Linked DNA regions of Gossypium arboreum: region 1 is linked to region 2. The links are chromatin contacts, called in public Hi-C maps. All regions are on one chromosome and are shown on one strand. Each heading gives the region's core, a stretch centred on a gene start, on an enhancer-like site or on the middle of the called end of the contact. The rest is flanking DNA. Distances are from core to core; before and after follow the strand shown.

Region 1 (4,577 bases), core at 16-2,515, 460 kb after region 2:
CTTTAGCAATGGCAACCCTAAACCATGTCCACCTGTCTCAATTAAAGCAGAAATAGACTAATCTTGTCTTTTAATTATATTAAACGTATATCTCATCATCACAACTCTGACAATATCGTCCGTCCATATTTTCTTTTATCAGGTAGTAGTATAAAGTAAAATTAAAATTTCAAAAAAATAATTTTATTAATAACTAAAAATAAGATTTGTTTTAAAATTTTTAAAAAGGCGCATTTTAGCAATACCCGGCACTGTCATCGCTGCTAGTGTTCGAAGCTGGTGGAATCTCGAAATGCCAAAGTCTCCCCTCGCTGTTCACCAAGTACTTCCGGCACAAAAATTCCTCGGCGAAAACTTTCTCCACTCGCCGATTAACATCGTGCAAGAACACGTGCGTCACACCCGATCCTTTCCTGTTCCTCGCCAGCACAGCCGCCGAGAATATCGCAGCCATCCTCCCTGGTGCCTCCGGGAAGTATCCACGAGGAGCATCGATCATTATCAAATCCCACTCAGTATCGTAAAACTCATCGGGAAACCCCGTTAACGCAAGCCTGCACTTTTCATTTCCGTGTAAGTAAGCTTTCGACGGGTAACAGCTCGGTTCCGATCGATAATGGATGAGTAGATCGTCAGCTTCCTTAAGCTCCGTACGGTACTTTACCGCGTGAGCGTGGAGGATCGGGGCGTCTTTGAGCACAGACTGAACCCATTTGGGATCCTCTTCCAGGAAAATAGTGTTGCCATTGGGATTGAGGGAGGTCCACATGAGGGAGTCGTAGCCAAGCCCAAAGACGAGGAAATTACAAGGAGAGCGTTTCTTGAGTACGTCAAAGGTTACGGAGATCTCCTTGAAGTTCTGCTGCGGGACTATTGATGAAGTGGCATAGTGGATGATAGCTTGGAGTTGGACCGGCGAGGCGGAGTATTCCTCTACGGCTATGGATCTGGTTTTGGCGAGCGAACATAGTATGGAGTAATCGGCGGTTTTTATGAAGCTCGAGATAAGCATCGTCCCGGCAATAAAGCCAGCTATGGTAATAGGCATAAACCATCTTTTATCGGCGAGGAAATGCCGATTCTTTGTAGTCTCTTCTCTTTTCATTTCTTGAGGTTTTTTTTTTTTTAAACTGAAACAACCAAAAAAAGAAAAAGAGGTTTAAGGTCCGGCCGATTGGCTTACTTTGGTTATATAGGAGAGGAGCAAAGAGGTCATAAAAGAACTAACGCGTTTCGCTTTGGAAAAATAAGGTTTGAAAACAAGGATTTTCTTAAAAAAAAAAAAAAAAAAAAAGCTAAATATAAAATTAGTATCTAAATTTGTTTATATTTCGTGAATTTGTATTTATAATTTTTTTTGTCTCAGATTAATACCTAATTTTTTTTTTCATTAACTATATTGATACCCAAATCTAGTGTTATTACTTTTTTGCTGAGGTGGCGACACTGACCATTTGTTCAATCTCATATGTCGTCCTCTTTGTACCTTTTTTTTTTCTTCTTTTTCTTCTTTTTCTTTTTCTTACCTTGGCTATCACACTATCTTTTTCATATTTCCTCTTCATCTCTCGTTCCTCTTTTCTTTATCACGATTCCATTCCCCTTTTCTTTCTTTTTTTTTTTTCATTTCTCCTTATTTCTATTTCTCCTTATTTCTATCTTTTCTTCTTCTCTCTATTCCTCTTCTTCTAACCCTAGCCATTGTCATCATAAGTCGTCGCCATCTATGGCCTTTTCTGACCAATTCGACCATCAAAATACTTCTCTCATCCTCTTCTTCTCAAAATTTGCCCTGTATTTCCAAGAAAATCTCTTTAAAGCCGAAAAAAAACAATGCTTAATCATGGAGTTTTCTAAATTATATTCTTCGCCTGTTGATGAAAGGCAAAGGAGGTTTCTAGTGAGGTTGAAAGCGAGTTGAAGAGCCAAAGGAAGCAGTAGCAGTGTTGTTGCCAATGCAACAACAAAGAATCGATTTTCTTGGAGCCTAGTAGAAGTTCTTCAAGTTACAGGTTAACAAATTAAATGGAGATATTGCCCCTGTTGTTCATTAGATCCATAGGATTTTTAGGGTTTTTAAAATTATTGTATTTTATTTATTTTTTTCTGAGTTCTTGCTTTCTTTCTGGGTTGTAAATTTCTTATTTTCAAATAATTTTAAATTCTTTTAACTTTTTAGGTTCTAACTCTTATTTTGGGTTCTTGCTGGTTGTTAAATTTTTTCTAGTTGAAATGATTTTGGGTTGAAAATGTTAGGTTATTTATCTGTTACTGAGATTGAATTTGAGAATATATTGGGTTCTTTTCTTATTTTTATTTTTTGAATATTCTGAGTTCTTTGTTTGTTATTTGTTCTTTGAATGTGTTGGATTCTTTATTGTTTGTTATTTGTGTAACATCCTGAGACCGGGTCTAGACGTTTTTGCCTTGCAAGTGAGAGTTCGCTAGTGCTTCAGCAAACTAGAGAGTTCGCCAAAAGAGTATCAATAAGGAGTTAGCTAGTGTTTCAGCGTTGCAATATATGCCAAAAAGATGCGGTAATGGGGTTTGCCAGATTCATTGAAAGTCGAGTTAGCCAATCTGTTTGGTGAGCTAGAGTTTGCCAGTCTATTTGGTGAGCTAGAGTTTCTCTAGTCTGTTTGGCGAGCTTGGTGTTAGCCAGGTAAGTTGCGAACTGAGGGTTTGCTAGTCAAAGTCAGATTCAAATTAGAAAACAAATATATTGCGTATCTAGGAATACTTTTCGTACAAGTAACCTTCTCTTAAACCTACTAGGGTTCCTAAGTCAAGTAGGGTATCCTAAGATTTCTAGAATACTTGGGCCTATAAATACGACCCTTATTCCATGAGAATTCTCTCATCGATATTTTGTTGTCAAGTATCTATTCTGAATCAAGTTCGTAGCAACCAAGGTAAGCCTTTGTTCTATTCGGGTTGATTGTTTAGAAAGCTAGGTTCGCTTGCATGTGTGAATTCTATAAGCTTTGTCTGTTTAAGTAATTCGTGTGTTTATGTATATTGCGAACCAGTCGGACCATCTACTAACAAGGACAAGGGAAAAGCCAAACTTGTCTAGTTTTTCAGTCAAATCGGTGAGTGGTTAAGAATTGCTATGTGTATGCAAACTTTTATTTTTTTTTTCTAAAACTCAAGGTTTTCAAACTAAGCTCCAAGAACAAAGTTTTTCTGAAAACTCTATTTTTAAATTCTAACACTTTGTTTTGAAGATAAGTTTTCAAGTCATGTTTTTAAAATTATGTTTTAAAGATAAGTTTTACGCGTGCTCCTATGTGAGCCTATGTTTCAAGCTATTCTTTTAAGATACGATTTTATAAATTGTGTTTTTACACACTTAGATGTGAGCTCTCTAAACAAGTGTTTTTCAAGCAAGTTCCCTATGCGAGCTCTATGTGATAAGTTTCTGTTTATGCTCCTTTGCGAGCCCTTATGTTGGATATATTGGTATACCAAAGGATTGTCAATACTAGCTTTTAAGTTCTATGATTTTGGGCATTGAGGAACTGGTACATGTGGAGAGATAAGGGAATGTTAAGCTGTGCTCCACTCAACGGGACATGATGGTGTACAGGAAAGTGCATTGCTTTGCGCTACAGTTATGAGACATGTTAAGGACTCTTTGAGTTATTCTGAGGCGTTATAAGGAGATTTGCATATCCAATAGATTCTAACAAGTGTGGATGAGAACATGTTTTATGTTCCTCAGCCATTCTGATAAGATAAGTGTGTAAGCATGTTTCATGTTATTCTAATATCTATTTTAAGTATGATTTTCAGTAGGTATACGTGAAACTGTTTTCAAACTTATATGTTTTTTGACAAGCAGGATCTACGAAATGGGTCTTACACCTTCATTGCGAACCCAACACGCAACACGATTTTCAGACAAAGTCCTCTTTCTATTTTAAACTCTATATTTTTATCATACTTTGCTGATTCCTAATTATTCACTGAGTTCTCAATGAACTCAGCCACTCCTCCCTTACTTTGCAGGTAAGTAGGTCGCGAATGATAGTGGCAAGGTAAATGACTTGGTGAGGCTCACACTTGAATAGATATTGGCGAACCTGGGAAAATAGGCGATGAGGTTTTATTATATGGGTTTAGAATTATTACGATTTAATTTTGTTAATGGAACAAATTTTTAATGGTTTAAGTTTATTTTCATTCTTCGAACCTTAAGTAAAACCGTTGTTATTAATCTCTTCTCAGCCTGAATAAAATTTGATGTTTCTTTAATTCTCCATGCCTGCCAACCATGTTATATTATTTAAGTTTTGCTAAGTATGTAATCGTATTATTATGCGAGCCCATGCCTTGTGATTTTATGTAAACATTATATGTTACTTTGATATGCGAACCTATGTGCTAACTCATGCTTTTATGCAATATTGCAAACTTATGTGTTTTTCTATTAGGCGAACCTATGTTTGTTTAACGTACGCAAGTCTAAGCTATGGTGCGACTATAATAATAGCTTTCATGTACTTGTATTTATTTTTGAAAGTATGTACCTTAAACACCCTGTTTATATCTTGCATGTGAACCCATAAGTCTTT
Region 2 (4,684 bases), core at 1,847-4,346:
TTAAAACGAACATTGTTTTGATGCAAATCGTAGGCACGAATGTCTTTCGGCTTTACGGTTATTTAGAACAAGCTTTACCAAGAAAATGATCATCACAGAGCAACTCTTATTCAGATCAACCTCTACATTGAGAACAACTCACGTTTGGAACAAGTCAAAATAACTATTATTCAAGAATAACTCCCATTCAAAAACAACTATTGTCTTATGTTTCAAAAGATGTTTTGCGAAACATGTTTCACATGATACCGTTTCACCAAAGTAGAAGGAGTAGAAGTAACCCCAGAATACGACAAAGTTGTTGGGTTGTCTTTATTATTAAGATTTTCCCCTTTTAACCTTTTTTCTGTAACATTGAGTGTTTTTCCCTTCTATATTCATCATCACCATTGCCAACAAAACCTTTCACCATACTCTTAATAATTAATGTCGTTGTAACTGAAAATTAATTACATTCCTCATATTAATTACCTAGATCTGTAATTTGCGTTTCCTAAAATCTATAAATAGGATTCACAACTAGTAAAAGGAGTATTAGTCTTTTGGAATTATGACTCTCAAAACTCTTTCTTCTCTACTTGTCATTCACATTTTCCGTTTTTCATCTTAGCAACCATCACTTACCACTTTGCTCAATGTTATCGGATCTGTTGTAATTTTTCTCTCCATTTTTTTTCTGATACATCCCATTAACCCTCTACAAGTTGCATCTTCAATTTTCGTAGTGATTAGTGTTAAGACGTTGATTTTTGTTTTCCTCTATTGTGTTTTGCACCTACAACTCTAGTATGCTAGTTTTTATCTCAGTTCTAAGACGGTTGTAAGATTCTCCACAGAAAACTGTGAATTAGATAATTCAATAATGAGGGCAGCACACGTGGCTTGTGAATCCAAAACTACCTTTTCAAGCGAAGCCATGGTGGAGCGCATGTCTTCATTAATCCTCTCGGTTGCGTCAACGTGTTTCTTTGTTCATTAGTCTATTTCAGTGTTTTGTTATTCATGTCTGCTTGCTCCAACAATTTCAATTGGTGTTCGGTCATTGCTTTGTTTGAATATGCAGACATTGAGACCACACATTGTTTGTTCAATTTTGTGATAATGTCCTTGATGTTTTTCTTGATGCTGCAAGAAGAGTTAAATCTTATTACGATTATATTAATATTAATTTGGGGTATAATTATAAACTTTACTTTCATGGAAAACAAGTACATGATAGTACCCTTGGTAGGTATTGATGCTGAAATTTATATGATATTAACTTTAGCCATTTGAGGAAGTGAAGAGCAAATTACAAGAGTGGTTATGAAATAGGATCCTGGTTGAAAATTGTTAGCTTCTACCATAAATGGTTGCCTGGTTTACATGTAGGTGTCGTTAGCCAATTGGTAGACAAAGAAATTATGGAGCTTTCTTGATGGACAACCTTCCTCTTGTGAAATCTTTTAGTGGAAAAGTTGGCTTTGAATCTCAACGTGTCGGTTTCTTGCAAAATCAGAGTGTTCCCATATTCACATGATACAATCAAATATGCTAGTGGATGTATTGTTGGTTGCTCTCTTTTAGCTATCCATGGTGGAACAAAGGATGGGAAGAAGTTCCAAGGTGATTGGAATGCCATTAAAGCTGTTAAAAATGCACTTAAAATGCCAGTTTTTGCCTGTCTCTTTGTACTAATCCCGCTGTTAGTTATATGTTTCCATGAGTTATATGTGTTGTGTAAGTGGTTGTAGTGTTTAGTACAGAGTTTGCAATTTTTCAGTCTTGTTCTATTTTATTTTGTCACTCAACATGAGCTACTCAGATGATATAGCAGAGTGTATCTCAATTTTTTTACTTCTGCATGTAATAAAATGCCTCACATTTTGGAAATGTTTTACCTTCTACTTATTAATAATTTTATGATTGTTTGGAAAATGAAATTTGTGTTTGTGTTTGGTCATTGCTCAATAATTTGGAGCATGTTTTAACTAAAATATATACATATGGTTGTTTATGTAAATTAATTTGTATTTAACCATAAATAATTATTATTTAATTCAAAAATAAATAAAATTATGTTAGAAAGAATTTTTTGAACGAGTATTCTTTGATGTTCAAAGCTTAGATTTTGTAAAAATTTTGTTAAAGCAAAATCACCCGAACATAAAAAAAAATTTATAAGTTCATTTTTGAGAAATTATATTTTAAGTAATTTTTCATGTAATAGCACACCCTGATTATTAATATATCGTGGATTAACCACTAATATAATAATAAAAGAATATATTGATATTAAATCTGTAGTTCACATCCCAATCCAAAACACTAAACAACTCTGATTCTTCTCCTATATATATTAATATGTTCAATTTTATATAAAATATAGAAAACACAACCTAATACAACTTATAAAATTATAATATTTTTGTAAAAAAAATCTAATAATTAAATCTTAACGACTCAACACTTGCTTCCCTCCTATCACAATTATGAGTTCCAAAAGTAAAATGAGACACAAAAGCCGTTGAATTATTTAAAGTTATTGTGTTATTAAATTTTTTTAAAAGTTTAATTAGTGAATTTTAAGTGACACTTCAATGATCAATAAAGTAGATTAATATTTATTAATAAGTATAATAACATATCTTATATTTAAGTTAATTTGATAATTAATATCAAAATTAAAGGACAATATTTTTGAATGTTAGTTTGAAATTTATAACATTCAACATTATTTTTTAAAAAAATTAAACTGTAAAAAAAAGAGTAAGAAAATCTTTTAATTTGTGCAAGTAATACAAACGAAAAAAGTTATACAATAATAATTTTAATCATTCAATAGTTTAAATAAAATTTTTAAATTATTTTAAAATTTTTAAAATTAAATAATTAAAATATAATTTACAAATAATTTAATAATATTCAGCGCAATTAGATAGAATAAAAATTGGTGTGGGAATGGGTGGACCTCACAACAGACCGCCCAAGAATAAGAAAATGGTTCCCTTAGATATTATTGCATCTCCACCAAGTAAGATCCTTCCACGTGTCCTTCTAGAATCCTCTATTTGCACCCAGAAAAGTAAAGAAAGATGAAATTGGAAAACCGCCCGCTCTGGCATTGTGATATCCTTAGATCCGATATAAACCGTTGGATCTCATCTAACATCCCATATGAATTCATCTATAAAATAAATAAAATTGCACTTGTTTTACACCGTAGATTACGATCGTTTATTTTCTCTCAAAAAAGTGAAGCAAAGGATACTTGCATCAAACAGATGGCAACCATGGAGAAGGTATTTTGATCTCTTCTTTCTTCTTCTCCTCCTTTCTCCCTTATTTTAAAATTTAAGCTTAGAGCTTTTTTGTTTGTGATTTGATTTAAAATGTTAGGGGTTAGAGTTTGAGAACAAGAATTTAGGCCTCAAGCACCTAAACTTCGTCAGGGTGGCTACAATCCACGCCTTGGTTTGCGTCTCGAACCTTTACGATTACTCTAAACAGAACTCGGGGCCGTTGAGATCCACCGTTGACGCCGTCGAGCATGCCGTTACCACTGCCGTCGGTCCCGCCTACGGGAAATTTAAGGATGTTCCTGATCATTTTCTTGGATTTCTTGATAACAAGGTATTCGCCCATTAAGAAAAAATCACTGTTTGGAACTTTTGATCAGAAGTTTCTGTTGATTAGTTCTTTCTCGTCTTTAAGTTTAGCAAGTAATTTTAGTATTTTGAAATTCATCGGAAGAGTAAGGATTAAATCTAATATTTTAAAAATGGGGAAAGTTCAGTTTAGCGTGAACCAATTTATTCCTAACTTTATTATCGTATTTGATTAAAATAACCGTAGGTAGATGAGGTTTCACACAAATTTGACGAGCATGCTCCAGCACCAGCCAAGCAAGTGGTTAACCTGGCCCACGATTTGGTCCAAAAGGCAACCCAAAAGGCTCAGAAACTAGTAGAGGAGGCTCGAACCAATGGAGCACGAGGGGCTTTGCACTACGCTGCAGCTGAGTACAAGAACTTGGTGTTGGTAAGCTCGACCAAGTTGTGGGTTAAACTGAACAGCAACTTGACTTTCAACTCAGTGACAGAAAAGGTTGTTCCCAAAGCAGCTAATTTGTGTGAGAAATACAACAGTTGGTTAAAGGAGAAGAGCGGAAAAGGTTATCCTGTGGTTGGGTATTTACCATCGATTCCCGTTGATGCCTTTGGGAAGGCTGTTAAGGAAGCTGAAGGAAAAGAGAAAGCAAATGCGGATGATCATAAATCTGAATCAGATTCAGATTAGGTGTTTGGTTTCTGAGTGTGTTAGTAGAGAGGCAATGTGATGCTTTGCCATTGTAAATTGGCTACATGTCGAATCTAATATGACTTGGTTCGTTTAGATGTCTGACATGTTTGCTCTCTGAATTTGTGGCTGATTTTATGATATGCCCTTTTCAACTTTCAATCTTCCAGCTTGTATTAGATTATGAGTACATACGATTAAAAAGTTATTTATTTTTAATTTAAAATTAAATTAGGCATTTTTTAAATAATAAAGGTTTACCTATTGGTGAAAAAATAAAGGTTAAAATCTGTTTTAGTCCTTGCATTTACATAAAATTTGAGTTTTAGCTTTTGTATTTTTAGAAATTAAAAATTCAATTCAATCATCACTGACATTAGGTAATTTTTAAAAATTTTGTTAAATC

The links. Hi-C and Micro-C count contacts between places; a contact is called where the count stands out from the background.
Region 1: a contact with region 2 is called in a Hi-C map of leaf, with 4 times the contacts expected there. The contact joins the promoter of LOC108475507 here to the promoter of LOC108464866 in region 2. A contact is called at or near these places in 2 of 5 Hi-C or Micro-C datasets (both in leaf).

Annotation. Positions count from the first base shown.
Region 1 is chr3:22,652,558-22,657,134 of ASM2569848v2, forward strand. It overlaps LOC108475507 (probable methyltransferase At1g27930), which reads right to left and starts at 1,266. Exons shown (of 1, transcript XM_017777480.2): 1 at 1-1,266. The coding sequence starts at 1,105. The coding sequence ends at 236. It overlaps LOC128290291 (a long non-coding RNA gene), which reads left to right and starts at 1,471. Exons shown (of 2, transcript XR_008279991.1): 1 at 1,471-2,012; 2 at 4,012-4,257.
Region 2 is chr3:22,192,923-22,197,606 of ASM2569848v2, forward strand. It overlaps LOC108464866 (REF/SRPP-like protein At1g67360), which reads left to right and starts at 3,097. Exons shown (of 3, transcript XM_017765142.2): 1 at 3,097-3,281; 2 at 3,379-3,612; 3 at 3,835-4,509. The coding sequence starts at 3,264. The coding sequence ends at 4,278.